3 separate regions of the Mus musculus genome follow, and regions 2 and 3 are each linked to region 1. Evidence: chromatin contacts called from public HiChIP or PLAC-seq data. All regions are on one chromosome and are shown on one strand. Each heading gives the region's core, a stretch centred on a gene start, on an enhancer-like site or on the middle of the called end of the contact. The rest is flanking DNA. Distances are from core to core; before and after follow the strand shown.

Evidence for each region. HiChIP or PLAC-seq counts read pairs in DNA pulled down with a chosen protein or histone mark.
Region 2: an H3K27ac HiChIP or PLAC-seq map of embryonic stem cells shows a contact between it and region 1, with 5 times the contacts expected there. The contact joins the promoter of Celsr1 here to the enhancer-like site in region 1.
Region 3: an H3K27ac HiChIP or PLAC-seq map of epiblast stem cells shows a contact between it and region 1, with 12 times the contacts expected there. The contact joins two enhancer-like sites. A contact is called at or near these places in 2 of 115 datasets of contacts at active chromatin or transcription factors (embryonic stem cells and epiblast stem cells) and 1 of 9 other capture datasets (embryonic stem cells).

The regions. Positions count from the first base shown.
Region 1 is chr15:88,707,626-88,710,322 of GRCm38.p6, reverse strand. The region is part of intron 6 of Brd1 (bromodomain containing 1); the gene reads left to right. Among named protein-coding and RNA genes, the nearest start is that of Gm41377, 25 kb to the left of the region's middle. Within about 2 kb of position 1,307, at least 40 of the 459 cell types and tissues checked have an H3K27ac peak or open chromatin away from gene starts, as enhancers often do. A contact at or near this core is called in embryonic stem cells and epiblast stem cells, where this site is marked.
Region 2 is chr15:86,032,396-86,035,092 of GRCm38.p6, reverse strand. Celsr1 (cadherin, EGF LAG seven-pass G-type receptor 1) reads left to right here and starts at 1,316. Exons shown (of 35, transcript NM_009886.2): 1 at 1,316-2,697. The coding sequence starts at 1,323. It overlaps Gm34764 (a long non-coding RNA gene), which reads right to left and starts at 840. Exons shown (of 3, transcript XR_384307.4): 1 at 526-840.
Region 3 is chr15:86,115,679-86,118,375 of GRCm38.p6, reverse strand. The region is part of intron 3 of Gramd4 (GRAM domain containing 4); the gene reads right to left. Among named protein-coding and RNA genes, the nearest start is that of Gm15722, 26 kb to the right of the region's middle. Within about 2 kb of position 1,380, at least 31 of the 459 cell types and tissues checked have an H3K27ac peak or open chromatin away from gene starts, as enhancers often do. A contact at or near this core is called in epiblast stem cells, where this site is marked.

The DNA.
Region 1 (2,697 bases), core at 58-2,557:
CAAAGCAAGACAGGAAGCCAGCTGGGCTCTGCATCTCCATGTCTGATGTCTTCAGATCTTCTATTCCTTTTTCATCTTTGTTGACTGCAACAAACTTCTTTCTCCTGGGCTGGTTCTACTCCCTGGTAGCATAGCAGCTTTCCTTAGCAGATAGTCCAACTACCACTCTGGTATCTCCAAGGCAGCTTCTTGTTTTAATGTCTGGGCCTCCTCTCCAAGGTGACGTCACTTCCCCAGCTCTGCCCTCGGTAGCTCTAAGCTCAGGTTGATCCCTCCACTGCCGCTGCTGCTCTTGGTGGCCATCATCTCCAATACACTGGGGGCTTCCGCTGCAACTAGAGCCTCTCTAGGCTCTCTTCATGGTGCCAAGCCTCAACTCCTTTGCATGGCCCCTTCAGTCCTGGGCCATCATCTGCAACCGAGGCTGCACTTTGATCAGTGATCTTCCGCCTCAGCTGCTCTTCATGGCCCCTTCATGCCTCAAGGCCAGTGCCACCTGGGGGACCATTGCAGTCACCCAGCATAGCTGCAGCATGAGGTGCAACCTTGGCTGTCTCTGGAACACAGCTTCTTGGTGCTCAGAAAACACTTCCAGTGATGCTGGTTGTCGTCATGATTTATTTATTATATGAGTACACAGTTCTCTTCAGACACACCAGAAAGAGGGTATTGGGCCCCTGTTACAGATGGTCGTGAGCCACCATGTGGTTGCTGGGAATTGAACTCAGGACCTCTGGAAGAGCAGTCAGTGCTCTTAACCACAGAGCCATCTCTCCAGCCCTGCCGGTCTCTTAATCACTGCTAATGCCTTAGCTCCCGCTAACCAGCATCAGCTGTCCCAGGAGTCTTTCTCCTCGTGATTATAAAGCCAGAGACACATGGCCGAAGCTGCTTGCTGGAGCTGGAACATGGCCCCTAGTTCTATTGCGTCATCACTAGCTTCCAGCTTTCGCGCTCCTTCAAGGCCTAAGTTTGTCACGTGGGGATCTTGCTCAGAACTCTGAGATATGCAAGCCTGACTCCTGGGATTAGAGGTGTGTACCAGCACGCCCGGAATTAAGCTTTTCTTCACCTACAACTTGATCTGTCCTTGAAAGTAGAGATCTGCCTGCCTTTGCCTCCAGGAATTAAAAAGCTTGTTCTGCCCAGTATAGACCAAAACTTAACTGGGTGGGATCTTGCCCCAAGGTCACTAGTCCCTTAATTCAAACTAATGTCCTTGAACACATTCAGCTCCATTCACTTCCAGTATTCCTTTCTAACCTTGCAATGCTTATTCACATGCTCTTCCTGAGAACAAAGTCTACGATGGGCCTTTCTAAGGCTTCCTTTGTCATTGTAATTAACCTGAGCCTCCTTAGCCTCAGGCAGACTCTTCAGCCAAGGGCAAAAATAGCTACTTCTTCACCAAACTACAAAAACAAGGCTCTAGACCACATAACTGAAATTCCTCACTGAAACCTCTTGTGCTGGGTCTACACAGTTCCGATTACTCACAGCAACAAAGTGTTCCATAGTCCAGCTAGGATAGACCATGAAGCCCCACTTGAAACATTCTGTGGCCTTCCAAATCCCAAGTTCCCCAACCTACATTCTTATAAGCAAAAACACGGTCAGGCCTATTACCGCAATATCTCAGTCCCTGGTGCCACCTGTCTTAGAGTTTTTCTGCTGTGAGCAGACACCATGACCAAGGCAAGTCTTCTAAGGACAACATTTAATTGGGGCTGGCTTACAGGTTCCGAAGTTCAGTCCATTATCAAGGTGGAAACATGGCAGCATCCAGACAGGCATGGTACAGGAGGAGCTAAGAGTTCTACGTCTTCTGAAGGCTGCTAGCAGAGTACTGACTCCCAGGCAGCTAGGAGCCCACCCATGAGGCCACACCTACTCCAACAGGGCTACACCTCCTAGCATTGCCGCTCCCTAAGCAGAGCATATACAAACCGCAATACTGGCCCTGTTGAAAGAGAAGCCAACCAGCAGAGCCTGCAGGTCTAGCACTCAGGTTGAGGAGGGAGGATTACAAGTTTGAGGCCAGCCTGGACTCAGCAAGCACAAAACAGAAGAAAGGAGGCTTGAGAAGTTGAGTGGTGGTTTTTGTTGCGGTGACTGTAAGCCAGTTGGACAGTGTTTGTCGTGTCCCACTGCTAAGTTAGTGCTGTTTAGACAGGGCGCTAATGAGTCTCCTAGGCCAGCTACCAGGTCTGGGCAGGGCTCATTTATGGTAGGTGTCTCTGTTGGCCCTGCTGTTCCTTTGGTTTTATCTTCGCATAGATTAAATAATTTTTTGGCTATTTCACTAATTTAAGTCCTGCAGTCAATGTTCCTAGAGTCTGGGGAGACCTGCGGACTCTGCAGCCTAGTTTCCTTTTGGTCATGATGTATGTGCAAGAACTTGAGCTAGGATGATGTTCACAATGTATAAACAGTCCATGTGAACATATTTACACACACGCAGCGTCTGTCAGTAGTCCATCTTGCGTCTATGTTGGTGCACTCAGACATGTCTGGTGGTCTTTGTGCCTCTCACTTTTTACAGAGCAGGACTGAGTTGGGTCTTAGTCCAGGAAAAGCCATGTGTGTTACCCACATCTCCTCTGCTACGGCCACACTAGTCCTTTGTGTACTACTGACTGAAGGAGTGTCTTGTCTCTTTTTTTCCCTCTTTGTGACAACAGCCTTGTCATAGGTTCA
Region 2 (2,697 bases), core at 67-2,566, 2.7 Mb after region 1:
TCCCTAGTTCGGAAGCACCGCCTTTAAGGTGTGCTCCTTTGGAATCTAGGCTCGGTCTTGCGGCTCTGAAGCCACGCCCCACCCTTTCACGCAGGGCGAGAGTGATTCTCCAGCCCCCTTCTGGTTTTCCCCAGGTTCTCACGGATCCTGCCCCCTCAGTGTTTGCTTGTCCCCTGATGGGCAGTAACTAGGGGTTTGGTGACAGACGGTCTCCTCCACCAATGTTCAGGCCCCACAGCATGTTCTGGGGAACAAGGCCCCTCCCACTGTCACCTCCAAACTACATTATTTTTCTTTCCAATTTAAATGTTGCACTTTAAACAAAGTGGAACCCGAATCCGGTTAACTGCCCATGAGATTTCAAAATCCAAGGAACTCCTTGGAGTTAAGCATTTGAGCTCCCGCGAGGCTGGAGTCTAACAGTCTCCCAGTCCCCTGCCACCGCCACGACTCTACCGAAGTTTTCTAGCACCTCTGTATCTTGGAACTCTAGATCTAACTCTCTCGACGCCAGGGGTGGCTTACTCATAGATCTGCACTATCAGGTGCAATGCGAGGATTGAACAGCACTCGGCCCAGAGGAAACTGTACGAGGGACTCTTTAGCAGCCGCGGCCCGGGACTCTAGAGCAGTAGTTGAGCGCCACGCTCCCAGGGCCCGGTCCTCTGCGGATGTTGGGTGCCAAGACCGAAAGGGAAGGGGCTGGAGGCCAGGCCCCGCTAGGGCCGCGCCCCCACGTCTCCATGGAGATCATCGGGGCGCGCACCTCCTGGCTGGCTCCCTCCCCATCATCCTCCCCCTCCCAGGGCTGAACAATGAGCCACTGGGAGGGGGCGGGGCGGGGCCGGGGGCGGGGAGAGAGAGAGAGTGGCGGGGGCGCTGGCAAAGCACACCGCCTAGCCAGCAATCCGTCGCCAGGGTCTGCGGGCGGTGTGGTGATCGCAGCCCCCGCCCCGCCCCGGGCCCGCCCAGCTTCCCACGCCCGCCCAGCAGAGTCGGTGCTGGGGCCACCTGGAGCCGCCTGGAGCCGGCGCTGCTGCAGGTTGATGCGCGGCGCCCTCCCGGGACGCACGGAGGAGCCATCTTGAAACCAACTTGGCAAACTTTCGCAAAGTGCTCTCGAAGTGGAAGCTGAGCGGGAGGCCGGGCGCGCGGCCCCCGGTGTCCTCGCCAGGGCCCCCGGGGAGGCAGAGCGCGGGCCGCCCCGAGGGCCCGGCGCTGGGCGCGCGGGAGCCGCCCCCCGGCCGCGCCGGGTGGATGCGGAGGTGCGCCGGGTGCATGGATTGTGCTCCGGCGCCCGGCTCGGGCTGCGGCTCCGGGCCATGGCGCCGTCATCGCCGCGCGTGCTGCCCGCGCTGGTGTTGCTGGCCGCCGCCGCCCTGCCAGCCCTGGAGTTGGGAGCAGCCGCTTGGGAGCTGCGGGTGCCTGGCGGGGCCCGCGCCTTCGCTCTCGGACCCGGCTGGAGCTACAGGTTGGACACCACGCGCACGCCTCGGGAGCTGCTGGACGTGAGCCGCGAGGGGCCAGCAGCCGGTCGGAGGCTTGGGCTTGGCGCGGGGACTCTGGGCTGTGCCCGCTTGGCCGGGAGGCTGCTGCCGCTGCAGGTCCGGCTGGTCGCCCGCGGCGCCCCGACGGCCCCGAGCTTGGTACTAAGGGCACGCGCCTATGGTGCCCGCTGTGGGGTCCGGCTGTTGCGCCGCTCGGCCCGCGGTGCAGAGCTGCGCTCTCCGGCCGTCCGCTCAGTTCCTGGACTTGGAGATGCGCTCTGCTTCCCGGCCGCAGGCGGCGGCGCAGCCTCGCTGACTTCGGTGCTTGAGGCCATCACCAACTTCCCCGCCTGCAGCTGCCCGCCGGTCGCCGGGACCGGCTGCAGGCGCGGACCCATTTGCCTGCGGCCAGGAGGTTCAGCTGAGCTGCGTCTGGTGTGCGCCCTGGGACGCGCGGCAGGCGCCGTTTGGGTAGAGCTGGTAATAGAGGCGACCTCTGGGACGCCCTCAGAGTCGCCCTCGGTGTCGCCATCGTTGCTTAACCTGTCCCAACCTCGGGCGGGGGTGGTGCGACGGTCTAGGCGGGGCACGGGCAGCAGCACGAGCCCGCAGTTCCCGCTGCCCAGCTACCAGGTGTCAGTGCCTGAGAATGAGCCTGCGGGCACTGCGGTCATCGAACTGCGCGCGCACGACCCAGACGAAGGCGATGCAGGACGCCTTAGCTACCAGATGGAGGCGCTGTTCGATGAGCGCTCTAATGGCTACTTCCTCATCGATGCCGCCACGGGTGCAGTGACCACAGCCCGCTCCCTGGACCGGGAGACCAAGGACACTCATGTACTCAAAGTTAGTGCTGTGGACCACGGCTCCCCGAGGCGCTCAGCTGCCACCTACCTCACCGTAACTGTCAGTGACACTAACGACCACAGCCCAGTCTTTGAGCAGTCTGAGTATCGAGAGCGAATTCGAGAAAACCTGGAGGTGGGCTATGAGGTTCTGACCATCCGTGCCACCGACGGGGATGCCCCTTCCAACGCAAACATGCGCTATCGTCTGCTGGAGGGCGCAGGTGGTGTCTTTGAGATAGACGCACGATCAGGTGTCGTGCGCACACGGGCTGTGGTGGACCGTGAGGAGGCGGCTGAGTACCAGCTGCTGGTGGAGGCCAATGACCAGGGTCGCAATCCAGGCCCACTCAGTGCCTCAGCCA
Region 3 (2,697 bases), core at 131-2,630, 2.6 Mb after region 1:
GGCTCCTGATAAGTAAGGGACCAGAGCATGTGAACTTTCTCAAGTTTGCCGAGCGCTCAGCTGACAGTGCAATCTGGTCCCTGTCTGCTGTCGGTGAGAACATCAGTTGCTCCTCCTAGCCCTCCTCTGGGGTACACGCTAGGGGAGGGGGGCTCTTCACTGGGGCAAACCATAGGTGAAGGCTCTTCCTGAGCTCAATAACTGTGCAAAAGCCCTTCAGCCAAGTCACCACCACACAGGACCCCCTGGGGCACACACCACCATCTGATTCAGTCAACAGGATTGGGAGACAGAAAGGCTAAAAAGACTCCAGGAGGTGCCAGCAGCAGAATAGAGGCGTGCCAGCCCTCAGGCCACCTCAGTACAGAGGAGCTTCAGTGTAGCAAGAAGTCTGGGAACGGGGTGTGGTATGCCTGGAAAGACCCCCATGAAGGCCAGATCAGAGTTGAGCTCTGGATGAAACTACGGAGCCAGCCTACAGATGGCTGGGGGAGGGGTGTCGGGCAGAAAACCTGGCAGCTCGGAGGGCAGAGGAAGCCAAGAGCTGACCGAGGAGGGCAGCCTAAAACTGCAGACTTCGAAGCCTAAGGTCAAAGTCGTTGAAGACTGCCCTTTGTTCTGAGAGAACTCACGCATGTCACAGCCCTACAACAAGAGGTTTGAACCTTCTACCTTTTACATACTGATATGAGAAGAGGGGTCCTAGTTAGCACCCCTTTATCTTGCTACTTCCATTATGCTCAGCATCACGTAGCATAACACAGCCAGGGTTGGGGTGGCGAAGGGCTACTGCCCTCAACACACTGCCTTTTTTTTTTTTTTTTTTTTGGTTTCAAAGTTATAATGCATGGTTTAAAAGAGGAAAGAAGAAAGGAGCCGATTACAGGTATGGGGGATTGGGGAAAGAAAAAAAATGAGGAAAAGTAAGGGGGGGAACACACTGCCTTTTTGTGCTCAGTTCCCACCTTGGTCCCCAACAGACAGCTAAGGCTGAGCCAGAAGGGAGTCTTGAGTGACAACCCTCAGCCCTGGCCTGGCCAGTCTTGAGCCCAGCAGGAAGGCAGTCAGAAACAGCCCTCTAGGGATAATGAGGGTAGGGCTTGAGCAGAGAGGGACAGACAGGGTGGCAGATGGTGTGGGCGGGGGGGGGGGGGTCAGAAGAGAAGTGAAGGCTACCTGAGAGCCTTGGAGGGCTCGCCCACTGTAAATGGGAATGAGCAAATGGGGGTGTCAGCCCAGGTAGTTAGATCGAGCAATAAGGCTTGCTTATAGCTGCAGCCCAGGATCCAGGGCTGGCTGCTAACTAGCACAGTGGTGGGCTTTGGTGTGGAAGAGCCCCATGGACAGGGTGTCTCACAGAGCTGCCAGGCTCACATTCCACCTCAAGCTAAGCTATCCCTCTGAGACCCAGCTCTGCCCACTCACAACAGCAGAGACCAACCCAGCTCCGCAGGGAAACTCCTCAGGGGTCCTACCCCCTAGATCACAGGGAGCTATGTCACCTCACAGAGCTGCAGCCTGCCCTGGGCTCTCAGCACCTAGAGCTGTCCGTGAGGAAGGTTCACAGCAAGGAAGGGATGGGCAAGGGTCAGGGCAGCTCAAACCTCACGACACGCCCAGCCCCCAGCTATTTCCAGAGCCATGGGAAACACTAGGTAAGGATAGTCCCCTAGACAGCGTGCCATGGACTCTGACTCTGCCAACGCTGACAAGGGGACAACCAGGACACAGTGTTCCTATCACCACAGAGGACAGGAATGTCTCACATGGAGTTTTAGTCTTCCTGGGATGATGTGGAAGTCACTTCTAAGGAGCATCCTGTGGAAGCAGGGTCAGTGACCACACCTAGCCCTATCTGGCTTCCAAAGGCTCAGGCACGTACAAAGCCATGATAACCCCAGGGTCAAGGTCAGGGCATATCTGTGTGTCCTGAACCTGGCTTCCTAGAGAGCAACAGCCTGTCTGGATGTGATCTAAGGCCTGTCTATGCAGAAGTCCACCGCAGTTGCGGCCTGTGTTGGCTGCTGGTTAAGTTATTGGGTCAATATTGGTTTCAATCACACAGAGCACCCCAGTCCTGGGGTTGGTGAGCTAAACCCTGGGGAGAGAAATCTCTGCTGGAAAAGAGAAGCTTTGCCCTGAGCTGTTCTGAGACAAGGGAACCAGACAAAGTTATTTTCTCCAGCCTCTGAGCCAGGCCATGTGGGTAGAGTCCCAGGGAGAGGAGGCTGCCCCTTGCTGGTGAGCAAGGTGAGGCCACGGTAGCCTGGAGCCTCTCTGGATTGGGTGGGTGCTTCTCAGGGTGACTCAGTGGCTTCCTTTCCTGTCTTAGTCACCTTATGGAACATGGGGACCTAGAATCAAACATGGGTGTATGTATATAGCACTACCTGGTCCTAGACATGTTCCTGGGGACACTGACCCAGAGGAATCAGGGTGCCTGTGACAACTGTTGGCCATGCCCCTCCTGTCAGGAAGTCCAAGCGGAGGCAGCAGAGGACCCTGGACTTTTGGGGTCCTCAGCCCATGAGCCCTAGACACCATAGGGCATCCCACCCACCCTATTGCTAATCCTGACTGTGAGGTAAAGGTTGCCTTTATTTCCCCCAGTGCTGCCTGGCATAGTCATGAGAACCTAACTACACACACTTCACTGGTAAACACTTACTGAGTTCCTATGCCTTGGCCTGTCAAAGT